Regions from separate parts of the Mus musculus genome. Here region 1 is linked to region 2. A link is a contact called in public Micro-C data. All regions are on one chromosome and are shown on one strand. The core of a region is the stretch at or near the end of the contact, and the rest is flanking DNA. Distances in the headings are between cores, read along the strand shown. Region 1 holds the start of Oxct2a (3-oxoacid CoA transferase 2A). Region 2 holds the start of Hpcal4 (hippocalcin-like 4).

Region 1 (3,553 bases), core at 658-3,157, 140 kb after region 2:
TTGAGACCTCCCAGGGAACCCTCTGCAGCCTGGTATGTGAATGTCACAGAAAGTGGGAGAGGGGGACCAGAGTTCTCAATGGTTAGGGACAGGACATACTGGCTCAAGTTAGGGTTTTTAATTAAGGTCACATGGCTCTCGATAGACACCATCTAGCAGAAGGAAGCTGGAGGAGCCAGTGTGGCACAGTGGTCAGGTGCTGCTAAGGATGTCCAGTTGTCACTAACTGGCAAATTAGCCCTGGAGGGCTCCTCAAGCATCAAGTTTAATCTGCTGCATGGGCTTGAGGTTGGGGGACACGGCAAATGAACAGGCTGTGGTGGCCTTGATGTCATCTACCGACGAGCCCTCCCACAGCTCCACCAGTGTCAGCCCCTTTGAGTGGTTCACTTCAAACACTGCCTTCTCAGTGATGATGAGGTCCACGCAGCGCTTGCCGGTCAATGGCATGGTGCATTTCTTCAAGATTTTGGGCTGCTTTGTCTTGGTGCAGTGTTCCATGGTGACTACAACTCTGGTCTTTTTACTAGACACCAAGTCCATGGCCCCGCCCATGCCCTTCACCTTCTTGCCTGGCACCATCCAGTTGGCCAGGTCGCCGTATTGAGAAACCTGCATGGCCCCAAGCATGGTCAGTTGGAGGTGTCCGCCACGGATCATGGCAAAAGAGTCATCGCTGGCGAAGAAACAGCCCCCGGGAACCACCGTCACTGTCTGCTTGCCTGCGTTGATGACGTCGGCATCTACCTCATTTTTCAAAGGGAACGGGCCCAAGCCCAGGATTCCGTTTTCACTGTGCAGGTAGACGGTCATCTTGGGGCTGATGTAGTTGCTCGCCAAGACAGGGATCCCGATGCCCAGATTGGCATACATGCCGTCCTGGAACTCCAGAGCCGCGCGCTTGATGATGCGCGTCCTGGAAGGGTCATTGTCTTTGCTCCCGGGCGCGGGCTTGCTGTCACGTGTGGTTAGGCGCTCGATGCGCTTCTCGAACTTCGGCCCCTTGATCACGCGGTCCACATAGATGTTGGGGACGTGGATGTCTTCCGGGGCGAAAGTACCCACGTCCACGATCTCCTCCACTTCCACCACCGAGATGTCCGCGGCCTTGCACATGGGCACATTGAAGTTGCGCGCGCTGCCCCTGAAGATCACGTTGCCGGAGCGGTCGGCCTTCCAGCCCTTGATCAGTGCGAAGTCAGCGCGGATAGCGTGCTCTAGCAGGTAGAAGCGGCCCTGGAACTCGCGTACTTCTCGCGGCTCACTTAGAGTAATCAGGTGGCCATCGGGCGCGTACCGGATTGGAGAGCCCCCTTCCTGCACCAGCGTTCCATAGCCTGTGGGCGTGTAGAAGGCGGGCACGCCAGTGCCACCCGCGCGGATGCGCTCGGCCAAAGTTCCCTGCGGCGTCATCTCCAGTTCCAGCTCGCCCGCCAGGTAGAGCTTCTCGCAGAGCGCGTTCTCCCCCAGGTAGGAGCACACCACGCGCCTGACCTGCTTGGAGGCCAGCAAGATGCCCAGGCCGAAGTCGTCCACGCCCACGTTGCTGCTGACGATCTTCAGGTCCTTCACGCCCTTGGTCTTCAGCGCACCGATCAGGTTCTCGGGGATGCCGCAGAGCCCGAAGCCCCCGAGCATGACGGTAGACCCGTCCTTGACGCCCTCCACCGCCTTCACCGGGTCCGTGTAGAAATGGACACTCCCGCTGCGGTCCGAAACATAGCGGCGGATAAGGCGGTGGGGCAGCGCGGGTGGTGGGCGGAGAGCAGATACCCCACGTGGGAGCGCCCAGGCCAGAAGCCTCAGCGCCGCCATCGTCCACGGCCACGGGGCTCCCAGCTCCGGGACAGAGAGAGAAAGGCCAGGTTCACCTTTGCAGAGCAGTGCACATTACCTCTGCGCTGCGTCACAGAGCAGGGAGGAGGATACTGCCAGGGATGGCCGTGGGTCTCACTCAGCTGAGGACACCCTTGGCCATCCCTGCTGCCCAGCCTGTCTCTCAAGAGCCTGGGACAGACACTGGAAACCCCTGTTTGGGACTCCATTGTACCTAAGAGAGCTCGCCCCAGGGCAGAGGTGGGGATGGGGCAGTTCCAGGTTAGGATCCCCCACTCCTGGAGGGAGGGCTGAAGTTAGCCGGTCTTTTAAAGCCACAGTCCCATCTGTCACTCCCTCCTGTTAAACTCTAAACTCTCCTAGCGCTGTGCCACGTTTCCCTAACTTAGAGTGACCCCTGCCCGCCACCTCCCTGTCCTCCCTTTCCAACCTATCTTCCAGCCTTTTGCTGGACTCCAGAGAGACTGTTCCTGCCCTGTTGTCCTTTCTGTCCTCCCTGCCCAACATAAGGAAATGTCCCAGGAAACCCCTGTGAGTGAAGTAGAAACATCTGTACCCAAGGAAACAGGCTTCCCTGCTGAGTTACAACTCTGCAGAGCTGTGATAGCTCTGAGCTCAGGAAACCTAGGGTGCAGATCCCCCCACCCCTCCTTCCTAGTACAGAACCTGTCAGAGTGGAGGCTTGCTGCCCAGAGAGAAGGACCCCTTTCCTGGAGGGGATCCTGGCTCTCAGGAGGTCAGTTGCTATGTATGAGGTGGACCAGAAGGCATTCCTGGCTGGGGCCTTCCCATGTCCAGGACCTGACCATTCTGCCCAAGTCCTCAATAAAGGCTAAACATCTCCCTCCCAACACCCACACAGTGAGAGGTCTCTGTGTACTAGCCCGGTGGCCTCTGCTGGAACCACCTCCCAAGACCCCAGGGCAGCTCCCTGCTAAGTCCTGGAGCCTCACCATCCGCGGTTTCCACATAGAGGCGGAGTCCCAGGTCCTTGTGATGGTTCAGCAGCCATCGGTCACTGGCTGCTGTGATGTCCAGCACCAGCCAGCCCTCGTCCCCAGATCGGAGCGTCTGAAGATCCAAAAAGAACAAGTCAGACTCCCTGTGGACATGAAAGGACAATTAACCAAGGGCCAAGGGAGGTTGGCACAGCTGCTTGTATCTTGTGCCTGCCTGGGGACCACTCTCAGAGTCTCTTCCCTGCTTGACTCTGGGCTGGTGTCTTTGGTTCCACATTTCCCTGATAATCAACCCTTGACATTTTAGAGTCCATGTGCTGATGGGGACACTGGCTCAGTGCTGTGACCTAGTGAGGGCCCCACAGCCAGAGTGACAGGGCAGGAGTTCCAGGCCAAACCCCTTTCTCATGTCTGAGGCCCCTCTCCCAGGAGACTTCCCTTTCCTTTCTTGGAAATGCACCCCCTGGACAGGACCCCTGCCAGAGACCATAAGGCTATGAGGTGGGGTGGGCACTGGGCAGAGGGACGGTACCTGTTGGAGTGCTCTTGGACCACTTCGAACATGCTGATGTGGAGGGTTGTGTTGAGCGGGTGGGTGCTGGGTTCTTTGTAGATCCGGAACTCAGCAGCTGTGACAGCCTCCCCAGCAGGGATCTGGGTTAGGTCAAAGTGGAATTCCTTCCAGTGTGGCTCCTGGTAGCCCAGGGTACGGTCGCGTTCCACTGGAAGACAAAGTGGGAGTGGGGTCATCACCAGGA
Region 2 (3,724 bases), core at 1,211-3,710:
TTATAAAAACCAGGCCAACTTCACAGTTACTTTCCTGCTTCTCTGACTCCTGAATACCGTGATTACAGGTGTATGCCATCACACCTGGCTCAACCCCTGTAATTTAACGCCTCTTTTCCTTCTAACCGAAGCATGACATTTCCAGTGTGGTGTACAAAAGCAACTCTAGCACATGGTTCTTTTTCCTTCGTCATAATTCCATGGATTTGTTCTTCCTGTAGCGCTTCACTATCAACATATACTTGCCTCACTAAGTCAAGAACTCCCAGTTTTCACTTACAGGAAGACTTTTACAGCTTCTCTTTGAGACATCCAAATTGCCAGAATTCCTGTTCTGGTTGGGCTATTAAGTAAAACACACTCACTTACAAATACTCACTAGCATAGCTGATCTCAGTAACTAAGGGACAGATGGTATATACAGAGTGGATATGCTGGACAAGAGGACAGAGGCTTAAAAGGAATGGCAGATTTCATTATGGCAATTAGGACAGTCTACCGCTTAAAACTTGTGGATTCTGTGTTTCTGAAATTTCCCATTTGGTGTTTTGGGCTGTGACTGATTGCAGATAGTGGAAATTGTAGAAACTAAGACCACAAATAAAGATGTACCGCTGTGAAGTTCTAGCACAACGTAAGCTTTCAACAAAGTAAGCTATTGTTAGGGGCGCTGGAGTCCAAGGAAAGCCCTTGGATTCATGTCTCTATAATTCTAAAACAATCACACTTCCTTTATTCTCCTTCTCTTCTCTCCACTGAGTCTCTAGTACCAGCTCCCACATTATACAGACTGGGAGGTCGTGGATGAGGGAGGGCTTGCTTGAGATCATATGAGGGTCCCTAGAAACAACCAGACTCCATTTTAGGTGTTCAGGTATCACTTCCAGCAACCCATATTCTCCTCACTTCCCTGCACGTTGGGTTATAGTTAACTGTAACCAAGCACTCTTGCTTACCACTTGAGGGTTTAAAGCACGGAAGGTACCCGAGAAGGACTTAAGGCTTTTAAGGAACTTCATGAGTCACCAACCAAAGATGCCATGGATGTATCTCCTCTTTGACTCGAACACGGAGCTCCCAACCGTATGCTGCAACCCCAGAGAGAAGGCATATCCAGCTGCTAGAACGGGACAGCGCAACTGGCTTAAGAGGAAATGGATAGCTCTCATAAGGAAGACGCGGGTCCTACTGGTTTCCCCTGGCTGTGCTTTGTTTGGGAGTTTCTAAGACCAAATCTCCAAAAACCGGTTCTTTGCCTGTCCTTAGTCCCCCAAACAGCGCTCATCTCCACCATTTGCTGCCTGGACAGAAATCCGGCCTCTTCTGCATCTGCAATCCCATTTAACCAATCCCCCACGCGTCCCGCCCCCACTTTTGGTAGATCCCTTGAAGTCCCTCCTCCGCACGTGGCCCAGCCCAGGGATCTCTGCTCCCCTTTCGCCCTGAGTTTGGCGTTAGAGCTCTTTCCCACCACCTTGGGTTGTGAGCTCTCAGACACCAGTACATCCGTGGCGACTGAGCGGGCTGTGACGAGACCCCCAAGTGCGGAAAGGAGGTGTTTTCGCCTCCCTGAAACCTTCCAGACCCGTTCAGTGTAAACCGCCTCTGGTTTGTGTCAACATCCGAGGCCGGAGACTGGCGGCGGCTGGGAACCGGCTCCATCTAAGCGACGGGAATGCGGGAGGGTGGGGAATGGAGCAATGCTTGGCGTACTGTAAAGGCTCCTTCTGGAGGAGAACCAACAAGTCTTTTTAGGGGTCCTCGAGAAGTAAGGATAGAGCCTGACAAGAGATCTGACTTAGAGTTGTGGGGGTGGCTGGAGGGAGCCCACGCCCTCGTGTGTCTAGGTAGAGGATACTTCCACATCCACCCAGCTCGTGCCGCACCCACCCTCCCCTCTGCTAAACGGCGGGAGAGGAGTGGGTGTGGAGGGGCACTGGTGCAAAGCCGCGAGTTCTTGACCACCCCATCTCCCCTTTTCCACCTTGCCACTCCGCAGCTCCTCATTGATCCCCTCCAGGTACGGGCAGGACAAGAGACGGGGTCGCATCTTATGAATCACCCCCTATCTTACCCCCACCCCCGCTGGGGCCCAGGAAGAGAAGGCTTAGAAATTCAACTGTGGTTCTTCTGTTCCCATAGCAACGGTGCGGTTGTTTTTTGCGAATCCACTTTAATCATCGGTACTTTTCGCTCCAAACTGTGACCCAGGCTCTGAGCCTCAGGGTTGAGGAACAGATGGGGGTACAGCCCTCTACAATCCTGGCGACTCCGGGAAGGTCAGCGCGGGCGGACGGGCGGGGCGCGCTCTTGTGGTAGCCTAGACTCACAGGCCACCCCATCCCCACCTGAAACCCTGCCTGTCACTCGGTGCCAGCCGAACCAATCGATGTCCAAAGTTGCTGAGAGGAGGCGGGTCTTATGCAAATCGTGTCGCCTTCGAGAAGCAAATAGTGATACAAGAACTGGGGAGGCGGCTCCGACGCGGACCCTACAGAGCCTGTCGTCCGCCTGATAGCCAGCCTTGTCCCCGCGGCCGCCCAAGCTCGGAGCCATCTAGCGACTCGGCGAGCGGCCTCAGGTAATGAGGGTGGGGCCGGGCCCTAGAAGCAACCTCGCGGGGCGGAGGCCCTGAGCCCCTCCTCCTCCGCCTTCCACTCCCATCCTCATCTGCTCAGATCCATCTTTCTGACCCTGGGTCTGTCATAGGTGGACAGCCATCTGGGAAGCCCGCCTTGGGCCAGGAACTTTCACTTCAAGCCGGGTCTCCAGTTCAAGAAGGAGGTACAGCTGCCTCCTTACCCCCAGCTCAGGTAAGAACAACCATTCCTCTGGCTCCAGTGCAAACACACGCGCACGCGCGCGCACACACACACACACACACACACACACTCTTACTTGGGGGTGTGTGGTGTCACTGGTGCTAGAAGAGAGGTTTCAGTCACCCTGTGTTCTCTTGCCTCTAGAACCAAGCCTCATGGAAACCTCTACTTGGAGGTAGCCCACACCGACACCAATAGTTCACTGTCATTCCCATCTCAGGGTCTTGTTCCCCAAAAGACCTCGATAGCAAATTCATTCTCTGACTACACTCTCTCTGCCCCTTATGCTGACAGCTCACAGCATACCTAAGGAAAGGATGAAGACCCCTGAGGCTCCTACTCCAGACCCATTCACCATCTCCCTTCTAGTAGCCTCCCAACTAGACAGGGGTTCCACACTCTTCTTCCTTTATCTTGCTTGGAGCATAAACCAGGGTTGCTCCTCCCAGAAGACCACCCCATAGCTCTAGCCTTTAAACCTCATCATCCCTCACACAGGAACGCACCAGGTCCTCTCTCTGTAACCCGGTCTTCTCTGTTCCTTTTGTGCCTGTTGCTCCCTCTCTCGGCTTCCTGTTGTTTGCAGAGATGAAGCCAAAGATGAGTCCATGTGGGCTCATTTTCTCCTTTCCCTATGTCTGAATGAGAAAGCAGAAGAGTGCAAGCCTTGCCTTCGCCTCGATCTCTGCTTGACTTTAGCCAAGGCTTTTCCCTCTCAGATTCTTCATGAGATAGGCAAAGAGCAGGACAGAGGAGGGTTCGATGAGATGGTCTTGAGTAGCCTTCCAGGTCTGACATATTCTGGTTCCACAGCTGATTACAGGAGAACAAAGCCCTGTTCAAACCATTAGGATATTTCTCAGAGGAGACCTGAGAGGCCCCATCCATCACTGTAGGGACAT

The links. Hi-C and Micro-C count contacts between places; a contact is called where the count stands out from the background.
Region 1: a Micro-C map of embryonic stem cells shows a contact between it and region 2, with 1.6 times the contacts expected there. The contact joins the promoter of Oxct2a here to the promoter of Hpcal4 in region 2. A contact is called at or near these places in 4 of 39 promoter capture datasets (cranial neural crest, embryonic stem cells, liver and 1 more), 1 of 484 Hi-C or Micro-C datasets (embryonic stem cells) and 2 of 115 datasets of contacts at active chromatin or transcription factors (embryonic stem cells and pancreatic cancer cells).

Annotation. Positions count from the first base shown.
Region 1 is chr4:123,321,772-123,325,324 of GRCm38.p6, forward strand. It overlaps Oxct2a (3-oxoacid CoA transferase 2A), which reads right to left and starts at 1,908. Exons shown (of 1, transcript NM_022033.4): 1 at 104-1,908. The coding sequence starts at 1,815. The coding sequence ends at 253. It overlaps Bmp8a (bone morphogenetic protein 8a), which reads right to left. Exons shown (of 7, transcript NM_007558.3): 2 at 3,328-3,517; 3 at 2,790-2,938.
Region 2 is chr4:123,181,044-123,184,767 of GRCm38.p6, forward strand. Hpcal4 (hippocalcin-like 4) reads left to right here and starts at 2,461. Exons shown (of 5, transcript NM_174998.4): 1 at 2,461-2,581; 2 at 2,710-2,813.